2 separate regions of the Danio rerio genome follow, and region 1 is linked to region 2. Evidence: chromatin contacts called from public Micro-C data. All regions are on one chromosome and are shown on one strand. The core of a region is the stretch at or near the end of the contact, and the rest is flanking DNA. Distances in the headings are between cores, read along the strand shown. Region 1 holds the start of gpm6bb (glycoprotein M6Bb). Region 2 overlaps gpm6bb (glycoprotein M6Bb).

Region 1 (5,326 bases), core at 196-2,695, 56 kb before region 2:
ATATATATATATATATATATATATATATATATATATATATATATATATATATATATTAATTTAAAATAAATACATTTAAATATTTTTATTTATTTTCAATAAATGTAACAATTTGTTTATTGTTAGAATTATAATAATAATGATAATAATAATAATAATAATAATAATTATTATTATTATACAACTATTATTCCAACAAACAACATAAATCAATCCTAAATGTAACCGAAAAACACTGTAAAGACACAACTGGAGAAATATTCTAAGAGTTTTGCATGAATATTAATTATGACAGTTCGATGGAATTCAAAAAATATATGTTTTATAGAATTACCTGTTGTCTTAGACTTGACTCATGGCCAAAAATTAATATTAATTCTTAGTTACCTCCTTGACCCATCATTCCTCCTTTCCATGCTTAGTCAAAGTAAATCACCATCATATTATATACACTTTAGTTTTGTTGACTTGCATGTTAAGGCATATCGGCGTGCATGTAAACAACCGGGACCAGGGGGCAGCGCGTGTAAAGAATGGCTTTCTGCACTCATGCGTCAATTTGTTTTCACCAGCGTTGTTTCGGTTGCACATAAAGAATAACAATCTTGTATGTGCAAAAGACACCAAATGTGAATGCCAAATAGTCCCTATCTTCATTCTTGGATATCTGCTCAATACACTTGCATAAAGTAAATCTTATCTCAAAGCTTTTACTGGGGCACTTTGTTTGTCTCCCCGTGCCGCCCCCAGCAAGATGCCGACCTGGGCGATCGCCCATATTGCCCATGCCTAAATCCAGCACTGTTTATTATTTAGCATCAGGGGCACCGCAAGGAGGGGGTAAGTTAGGATGATTCTAAGGGCCCATACATTTAGGGGGGCCCCAGAGACATTATCAAGGGCCCGTGCCAAACCCCACCCCCCGGTTCTTCTCTTTTATCCGTGTAATCCATGTAATTATAATAATAGTAGTAATAATAATAATAATAATAACAATAATAATAGTAATAATAATAATAATAATAATAATAATAATAATAATAATAATAATTATTATTATTATTATTATTAATATTATTATTATTATTATTATTATTATTATTATTATTATCACAAAGCTTATAAAATAGTCAGCTAGTGGTTGATACTACCAGAAAATATCTGAAAATAGCTGATGTAAAAAATTTAATAAATAAATACTACTGCTGATACATAATTTAATTATAACTGTCATGCAATATCAGACGTACAAATAAATAAATAAATAAATACTACTGCTAACAATAATAATATATTTGTATATTATTGGTAGTATTACCGTCATGATGATTATTATTATCATATATTATAGCAGCAGGTCGTTTTTGTGTGCAGGGGGCGGGGCGAGGGTAATCCCTGCCGCTGACGTCACACGCTCGTGCACCTCCTCATCAGAGCGGCGCGGGAGTGAGCGAGTGTCAGTCAGTCTCCGTTATCCCATAAACACTCAACAGGACAAGAGCAGGAACGCTTCAAACATGGGTGAGTAAACCTAAAAACTAACTTTATCCAATCCACTCACACTCCAGAAGTTGGACAGTTTCAGTGTTTTGTTTTTCCGTTAGACGGAGACCGTTGTTTTACCTCAGCACGGGCGCGCGGCTGAATTGCAGATCACAAAGTCTCCTCGCTCTTTGTTTTCCCACAAAGTTTGTCTGTTTCTTCATTATGTCTTTCTGACACAGTTTGAGTGGTCAGCATTAGTGTAGGTGACTGAGATTGAGGACTGAGATTATGGATTACACTAAAGAGATTTCCTACCGCGACCACATCTCATGTCAACCAGTTCAACTTCCACAACACAACAAACCCAAGCATTACAGTTTGACAGAAGTTTTGGGCTTTGATTTGGCTATAATCTTTGTTTATAGCGATTATTTTGGAAAATACAAGAAATTCATCTTGAGCTACAGTAATTTTCTCTTTATGTTGGTTTGCTTTCATTAAACAAATCACTTTCTCATTATTCAAATGGCCATTGGTTGGTAAAATATTAGATTTTGGCTGTACAGGTTATATTCAAAGTTTATTTTTATTCACAATCAAAGGTGTGTAAGTGCCATTGTAGTCTTTGTATTAAATTAAAAACACAACTGTAGTTTTATATGCATGTAAACAATTTAAAAAGCAAATGAGGATTCTATTTTAATGTTTCAAATGACTTCAGTCAGTATAAAAATCTTTGAGTTTATAGTTTGAAGGATTTTGGTGTTTAGTTTTGACCATAATCGTTGTTTTCTTGTGATTTTGTTGGAAATATAAGAGATTAATCTTGAACTACAGGGATTTTCTCTTTATGTTGGTTTGCTTTGATTAAACAAATGACTTTCTCATCATTCAAATGGTCATTGGTTGGTAAAATATTAGATTTTGGCTGTACAGGTTATATTCAAAGTTTATTTTCATTCACAATCAAAGATGTGAAGTGCCATTGTAGTCTTTGTATTAAATTAAAAACACAACTGTAGTTTTATATGCATGTAAACAATTTAAAAAGCAAACAAGATGTCTATTTTATTGTTTCAAATTAGAGATTAATCTTGAGCTACAGGGATTTCCTCTTTATGTTGGTTTGCTTTCATTAAACAAATCACTTTCTGATCATTCAAATGGTCATTGGTTAGTAAAATATTAGATTTTGGCTGTACGGGTTATATTTAAATTGAATTTTTATTTACAATCAAAGATGTGAAGTGCCATTATAGCCTTTGTATCAAATTAAATATGCAAAAGTAGTTTTTTATACACATAAGCTATATAAAAAAGCGAGGTGTCTATTTTAATGTTTAAAATCACTTTAGTCAATATAAAAGTCCCTAAGTTTAGTTTGGCAGAACTTTACTGTTTAGTTTTGCCTGTAATCTTTGTTTTCTTGTTATTTGGTTGGAAAATACAATAATTTCATCTTGAGCTACAGTGATTTTCTCACTACGTTTTTTTTTTTTTTTCATTGAACAAATCGCTTTCTGATCATTGAAATACCAGATTTTAACTGTACAGGTTATATTCAAAGTTTATTTTGATTCACAATCAAAGTTGTGAAGTTCCATTATAGCCTTTGTATCAAATGAAATATACAAAAGTAGTTTTTATATACATATAAACAATTTGAAAATGCAAGCGAGGTCTTTATTTTAATGTTTAAAATTACTTAAGTGATAACAAAATGCTTAAATATGAGCGACTATATATAGTTAAATTTGGCTATATTCTTTGTTGTCTCGCTGATTTTGTTGGAAAAAACAAGAAATATCTCTTGAACTACAGGGATTTTCTCTTTATGTTGTTTTGTTTTCATTAAACAAATCACTTTCTGATCATAAAAATGATCATTGGTTAGTAAAATATAAGATTTTGCCTCCACAGGTTATATTCAAATTTTATTTTCATTTACAATCAAAGATGTGAAGTCCCATTTAAAGTCTTTGTATCATATTAAATATACAAATGTAGTATTGTAAACCATATGAAAAGCAAATGAGTTGTCTATTTTAATGTTTACAATTACTTTAGTCAGTATAAAAATCTTTAAGTTTATAATCAGCAGAATTTTGGTGTTTGGTTTTGGCCATAATCTTTGTTTTCTTGTGATTTTGTTGGAAATATAAGAGATGACTCTTGAGCTACAGTGATTTTCTCTTTATATTTAAAGTTTATTTTTCATTCACAATCAAAAATGTGAAGTCCCATTTTAGTTTCTGTATCAAATTAAATATACAAATGTAGTTTTATATATATGTATAAGCCATATGAAAAGCAAGTAAAGTTTCAATTTAAATGTTTAACATGACTTTAGTCAATATAAAAATGACTAATGTAAAAATTAGTTTTGGCTATAATCATTGTTTTCTTGCGATTATGATACAAAATACAAGAAATTAATCTTGAGCTACAGTGATTTTCTCATTAAGATGGTTTGTTTTTGTTGAACAAATCACTTTCTGATGATTCAAATGCTCACTGGCAAATACAATAATTGTGTTGGCCATTTTAAAGTCCTACATTTATAGTTTAACAGAATTTTAGTGTTTAGTTTTGGCTGTAATCTTTGTTTTCTTGCAATCGTGTTGGAAAATACAAGTAATAAATCTTGAGCTACAGTGATTTCTTTTATTAAGATGGTTTGTTTTCTTTGAACTGATTATTCAATTGAAATAATTAATTAAAATATGATTTATTTAAAATCTTTTTAAAGTTTTTATTCACGTCCACGTCCAGGTCCAGTTCATAGTTTATATCCAGTTTACTGTGTGTTCATTCAGAGTCCCATGTATGTCCCATTTTGCCATCTGTATCAAATTAAATGTATAAAAGTGGTTTTATAAACATAGAAAGCATATCAAAATCAAGTATCTACTTAAATGTTTAAAACCACTTTAGTGAACATAAAATGTGAAATTATGAGTTAAATAATGTTCCCAGTTATATGTATTTCACAGAAAGGAGACAGTTGTACTTACTCGGGAAAATAAATAAATAAATAAATAAATAAAATAAATAAATATATAAGTGATCATACTAAATGTGATTCTGAATGACATTTAAGTAATGTAGTGGTTTGAAGGATAGTAAAAGATTTCAGACGAATTTATGAGAACAGTGGGCCAATCTGTGATCTATTAAAGATGTTTAATATTCATTTTAAGCTTATTATTGTTCCAAGTATGACAAGATTTTTGCACATAGAAACTATTGTCACCCTTTATGACATTTTAGTGGCTCTCTTTTGTAAATCGTAGGAAAAAGTTGTCATTGAAAAGTTTTTTTTATTTCTGTTTTTGCAGTCAGGACACATTCATTTGAACAGTAAATGTGAAGCTCTGTTGTACTTTTGTTGTTTTGATGCTAGTCTTATTTGACCCTCAAGTGTTATTTTGTTTATGAGTTTTGCCGTTGTGAACATTATAAAACCTGTGCACACTCTAACAAAGGCTGGTTGTGTTAACACAACTTTGTCAAATATGAAAAAAACCAATGTTGGTTGTTTTCAGTTCAAATTTAATCACAAGTTTGAACTCAATATAGTTGGGATTGTCTTTATTTGACCCAACATTGGGTTACAACCCAGCATTTTCTTTAAGAATATGTGACATTTTCAAGCTTTTAGACAAGGCAATGCAAGTTTATTTACTTTTCATACACTTGTCCAATACACAAACCCCAGAATGCATCTTTAAGTTCAACATTAATATAGTTGACTAAGTATATTTAATTATTTTGCAATTCTCCAAAAAAGCTGGGTTTTTTGTTCACCCGAAGTTTGGTTCATAACCCAACTTTGGGTTAA
Region 2 (5,950 bases), core at 194-2,693:
TTTATTTACGCATCTATTTATTTATTTATTTATTTATTTATGCATTTATTTGATTTTTACATTTATTTATTTAGTTATTTATTTACCTACCTTCCTGCCTGCCAGGCTGCAAAAATGTAATAAAAAACTACTTTCTAAATGAAGTTTGCTTCCAGCTCTTGAACAGTTAGTCCAGTGTTTTCACACTGATTGACTGGCTTCATGAGAATCATCTGATGCTTCAACTGACCTCAACTCATCTATGAGTGATGTTCCTCTGGAGCTCTACTGCAGTAAACATGCTTCCCAAGAGCTTTAGGTGGAAACCACTGCACCGTTTCCCTTTGAGACTGGAGGACTTGTGTGTCTTCATAAGTGCGTTTGCGGGTGCATGTCTGTGTGTGTGTTTGTGAGAGAGAGAGTCCATGTAAAGTTTGTGTTTGTGAGACTTTTTGTGCTTGTGTGAAAGCGAGAGAGAGAGAGAAAGCGGGAGGGAGATAGTTTGTGTGTGCTTGAGTGTGTGAGAGAGAAAGAGAGCGATAGAGTGTGTGTGTGTGTGTGTGTGAGAGAGAAAAAGAGAGTCCATGTGAAGTTTGTGAGTGTTTGTGTGTGTGTGTGTATGCTTGAATTTGTGTGTGAGACAGTGTGTGTGTGTCTGTGTGTGTGTGTGTTTGTGAGTGTGTATGGAATTAAGAGTGTGTGTGTGTGTGTAAGCTTAAATGTGTGTGTCAGAAAGAAAGAAAAAGTGTGTATTTGTGTGCGCTTGTGTGTATGTGTTAGTTTGTGTGTGAGTTTTTTGTGAGAGTGTGTATGGAATTGAGAGTGCGTGTGAAAAAGTACTTCTGTGTATGCTTTAGTTTGTGTGTTTGTGTGTGTGTGTGTGTGTGTGTGTGTGTGTGTGTGTGTGTGTGTGTGTGTGTGCTTGAGTGTGCGAGAGAAAAAGTGTGTGTGTGTGTGTGTGTGCTTTAAGTGACTGTGTGTGTGAAAGAGAGAGAAATTAAATGTGTGTGTGTGTGTGCGCGCTTGAGTGTGCGAGAGAAAAAAGTGTGTGTGTGTGCTTTGAGTGACTGTGTGTGAAAGAGAGAGAAATTACGTGTGTGTGTGCGTGTGCGCGCTTGAGTGTGTGCAAGAGAAAAAAGTGTGTGTGTGTGTGCTTTGAGTGACTGTGTGTGTGAAAGAGAAATTAAGTGTGTGTGATTTTGTGTGTGTGTGTGTGTGTGTGTGTGTGTGCGCTTGAGTGTGCAAGAGAAAAAAGTGTGTGTGTGTGTGCTTTGAGTGACTGTGTGTGTGAAAGATAGAGAAATTAAGTGTGTGTGTGTCTGTGTGTGTGTGTGTGTGTTGTGGGTCGTGAGAGACTGTGCCATGGGCAATACTCACTGGGTTGTGGTTAACCTGTTGTCATGGCGACCGGTGTTCATTATGCGGACCAGAATGCAGTGTGTCCTCATAAAGCAGCGCTCCGGCTGAGGCTGACGGGCTCTGAAAGGGCCTCTGCTCTGCTCTGCTCTGCTCATAGATCTGCTTTCATTTGCCTTTCTGTGCTGGGAGAGAAGAAAAGCCTTCGCTGAAGACACTTTCAGGACACAATGAGGCCTTCAGTTCAGTCATTACTGCCGTTCTCACAGCGGATGACGAATCTACACTGCAGTAATGCTCTCTCACGTAGAGTCCAGTCTCTAGTTCACATCTCTGCAACATTCTTAAATCCTGAAGCACTTTCTGGACACGTCTAGAATATTGTCTTGCTCATTTATTCATTTTCCTTCAGCTTAGTCCCTTACTTATCAAGGGTTGTCACAGCTGAAGGAACCGCCAACTATTCCAGCATGTTTTACGCACTGTAAAACACAGCTGTAAATCCAGTACTGGGAAACACCCATACACTCTTGCATTCACACTCATACACTACGGCCAATTTAGTTCATCGATTCCCCTATAGCGCATGTGTTTGGACTGTGAGGGAAACCGGAGCACCCAGAGGAAACCCACACCAACACTGGGAGAACATGCAAACTCCACACAGAAACGCCAACTGACCTAGCTGGGACTCGAAATGGCAACCTTCTTACCTTATCGTGCTACCCACTGCACCATCGTGGAAGTCGGAAGCCGCTTTGTGTGACGTTACACTTAACAAGCAGATATTAATATATGAATTACTCAATATGAACTGATGAATCTCACACAACTTAAGCATGTCCATGTCACTTTTGTGCACAAACTTTTTCATTTTTGTCAAAACAGATAATTATTTTATTAATAATTAATAATAATAATAAGAAGAATAAAATTAATAAGAATAATTGCACAAATCATGATTCATGAAAACAAATAATAAAAAAACTAAATAGTTAAATATAGAGTTGAAGTCAGAATTATTCGCCCCCCTGTTTATTTTTTCCTCAATTTTTGTTAAAGGAGAGCAGATTTCTCCAACACATTTCTCATCATAATAGTGTTAATAACTCATCTCTAATAACTGGTTTATTTTATCTTTGTCATGATGACAGTAAATAATATTAGACTAGATATTCTTCAAGACACTAGTGTTCAGCTTAAAGTGACATTTAAAGACTTAACTAGGGTAATTAGGGTAACTAGGCAGGTTAGGGTAATTAGGCAAGCCATTGTATAATGATGTTTTTTTCTGTAGACTGTCGAAAATAAAATATAGCCTAAAGGGGCTAATAATACTGACCTTAAAATGTTTTTTAAAGAATTAAAAGCTGCCTTTATTCTAGCCCAGTGGTTCTCAAACTGTGGTACTCGGGCTTCCTTCTAGTGGTACACAGAAGAATCAAATATGTCATATATACATGCAAGATATATTTCAAAATTTATCACAAATGATTTATGTATAAATATGATGAAATATATCCTAAATTTATGAGGCGCAAGTGTAGGTGAACATAGTAGATGAATAGGCTTATATATGTTAATACTTTACATATAAGGCAGGAGTTTTTTTTTTTTTTTTAAGTAGCCAACCATTTTTATTTCACTTTTAAAAGCACATAAAATTAAAACTTTGACATTTTATTTTAGCATTTTTTTTTTTTTTACCTGTAAGCACAATACAGTGTTCATGTTCAAACTATTCATAATACTTAAAGGGGGTGACAATAATAAATATTCTTAATAATAGGAATTAATCTGCCTGGGTTTTGAACTGTGCAGAGCTGTAGCTGCTTAATTAGGCCTACTACGCTACTGTATTTTAATACTGGTCGTTATGGTGGTACTTGGAGAGACAATTTTTTTCTGAGGTGGTACTTGATGAAAAAAGTTTGAGAACCGCTGTTCTAGCCGAAATAAAACAAATAAGACTTTCTCTTTAAGAAAAAATATTATCAGACATACTGTGAACATGTCCATGCTCTGTTAAAACTTCCTTCGGGAAATATTTAAAAACTAAAAAAGAAAACAAAATTGAAAGGGGGACTAATAATTCTGACTTCAACTGTGTGTTATAATAACAATAATAATAGTTATTTATTTATGAAAAATAAAGTAAATGTTAAAAAAAAAAAGCTGCGGATCTCTTGAGCTCAGGGTTTCTGGGCTGCAGTGGATTATGTCGATTGGGTGTCTGCACTAAGTTCGTTGTAGATAGATATGGTGCTTCTGGGGTAGGCTAGGACCACCAGGTTGTTTAAGGAAGGGTGAACCGGCCCGGGTTGGAGACCGAGCTGTTCAAAGCCCCCGTGCTGATCAGTAGTGGGAGTCGTAGTCGTAGAAGATGTGAGTAGTGGCGAATGGTTAGTTAGAGAGTAGTAAATCTGGATAGCGAATATTTTGTATATAATTATTTTGTTGCTTTATTGTCTATTTTGAAGAGGAGCACATTTCAGCACATTTCCAATCATAATAGTTTTACTACTCATCTGTAATAACTGGTTTATTTTATCTTTGTCATGATGACAGTAAATAACAGACTAGATATTCTTCAAGACACTAGTATTCAGCTTAAAGTGACATTTAAAGGCTTCACTAGGGTAATTAGGGTAAAGTTAGGGTAATTAGGCAAGTCATTTAAAGGCTTCACTAGGTTTATTAGGCAAGTTATTGTATAATAATGGTTTGTTCTGTAGACTATCAAATAAAAATATAGCTTAAAGTGGCTAATAAATTTGGCCTTTAAATGTTTTTAAAAAAATTAAAAGCTGCTTTTATTCAAGCCAAAATAAACCAAATAAGACTTTCTCCAGAAGAACAAAATATTTTTAGACATACTGTGAAAATGTCCTTGCATCATTTGGGAAATATTTAAAAAAGAAAGAAAATGAAAGGGGGCTAATTTTTCTGACTTCAGCGATATATATATATATATATATATATATATATATATATATATATATATATATATATATATATATATATATATATATATATATATATATATATATATATATATATATTTTTTTTTTTTTGATTGGACACTTTTGCACTGTACATAACCACACCTTTGCACCATAGTGCTATGTCGGCTGAGCCTTCATTTATTTTTGACTTGTTTCACACATACTGTACCCTTACAACGCCTCTGTGTGACAGTAAAGAAAATAAAATTCATTTCCACAAAGACATGATTTATGAAAACCAATTAAATATAATGTTTTGTTATAAAGTTTATTTATAAAAATCAGTTTCAGTTTCCTTTATTTATGTCATTCAAATCATCACAATAGAATTGTAATGCAGAACGAAATTACGTTGCAACAGACCCAACAAGAACCTAAAAAAACATCACTATATAAACACTTTAAAATCCTAACATGATAAATAAGCTTGCTTTTATAATTCCATAAAAATAAAAAAACATTATTGTATTATATTAAATTATATAAGATATAACCTATTTTTAAAAAATCTCTGAAGAGAATAACTTAATAGTTAAATACCTACAGTATTTCACCATTTGTTGTAATATTAACAATTTATGCTAGTTTAACAAATTTATTTATTTATTTTTAACACTAGCTATCAACAATGCTTAAGAAATGGTATTATTCAAAAGTCTTATAATGACATATAATGACATATAATCTCGAAACCGCACTGATTTGCTCCTCAGGCTTCTGTAAACCTTGGTTTTCATAAAGAAGTAATTAAGTTAAAATTAATTTGCACAAAACATGATTTATTAAAACAAATTAAATATTATTTTTGTATAAAACTGTAATAATAAAGTTATTTATTTGTAATAAATAAACAGCTAAGCAAATGAAAGTGATCTGTTTTTGCTCTTTTAACATTTTAATTAAATAAGAAATCAACCTATTTTATTTACTGTTTTAATTACTCATGTTTTTAGTTTAAGCAACTTTGCATGAAAACCGAACACATACCATTACCATTATTATTATGCCATTATTTTCTAAATATTTTGCAGAATAACATTTCATTCAGGACATTTAATGTGCAAATATTATATGCGTGTACTGTCATGTAAAAAATATATATGTATAATTATTTTCTTGCAGTACTTTGCTTTTAACTTAATAATAAAAATGTGGGGGTGGTCAGTTGGCATTTCTGTGTGGAGTTTGCATGTTCTCCCCGTGTTGGCGTGGGTTTCCTCTGGGTGCTCCGGTTTCCCCCACAGTCCAAACACATGCACTATAGGGGAACTGATCAACTAAAATGGTCGTAGTGTATGAGTGTGTTTGTGTGTGAATGTGAGGGTGTATGGGTGTTTCCCAGTACTGGGTTGCAGCTGGAAGGGCATCTGCTACATAAAAAATATGTAGGAATAGTTGGCGGTTCATTCCGCTCTGGTGAAATAGTGATTAAGCCGAAGGAAAGTAAAGGAATGCCCATATTCCCATATAAAGCTCCATCTGTGCCTGTGATTTGTTTAAGATGTTGTTTTTTCCATGCGTGTTTGTGCAGTGCTGTTTTCTGCTCCTCGGTCTTGTTTACATGCGCTCTCTGTGCTTTATAACCAATGGCCAAAGCATGCATGTGTTGT

What was found. Hi-C and Micro-C count contacts between places; a contact is called where the count stands out from the background.
Region 1: a contact with region 2 is called in a Micro-C map of caudal fin, with 1.8 times the contacts expected there. The contact joins the promoter of gpm6bb here to the enhancer-like site in region 2. A contact is called at or near these places in 2 of 18 Hi-C or Micro-C datasets (caudal fin and an unstated tissue).

Annotation. Positions count from the first base shown.
Region 1 is chr9:57,082,275-57,087,600 of GRCz12tu, reverse strand. It overlaps gpm6bb (glycoprotein M6Bb), which reads left to right and starts at 1,445. Exons shown (of 7, transcript NM_001013334.2): 1 at 1,445-1,521. The coding sequence starts at 1,518.
Region 2 is chr9:57,025,359-57,031,308 of GRCz12tu, reverse strand. The region is part of intron 1 of gpm6bb (glycoprotein M6Bb); the gene reads left to right. Among named protein-coding and RNA genes, the nearest start is that of gpm6bb, 58 kb to the left of the region's middle. Within about 2 kb of position 1,443, at least 35 of the 62 cell types and tissues checked have an H3K27ac peak or open chromatin away from gene starts, as enhancers often do. A contact at or near this core is called in caudal fin, where this site is marked.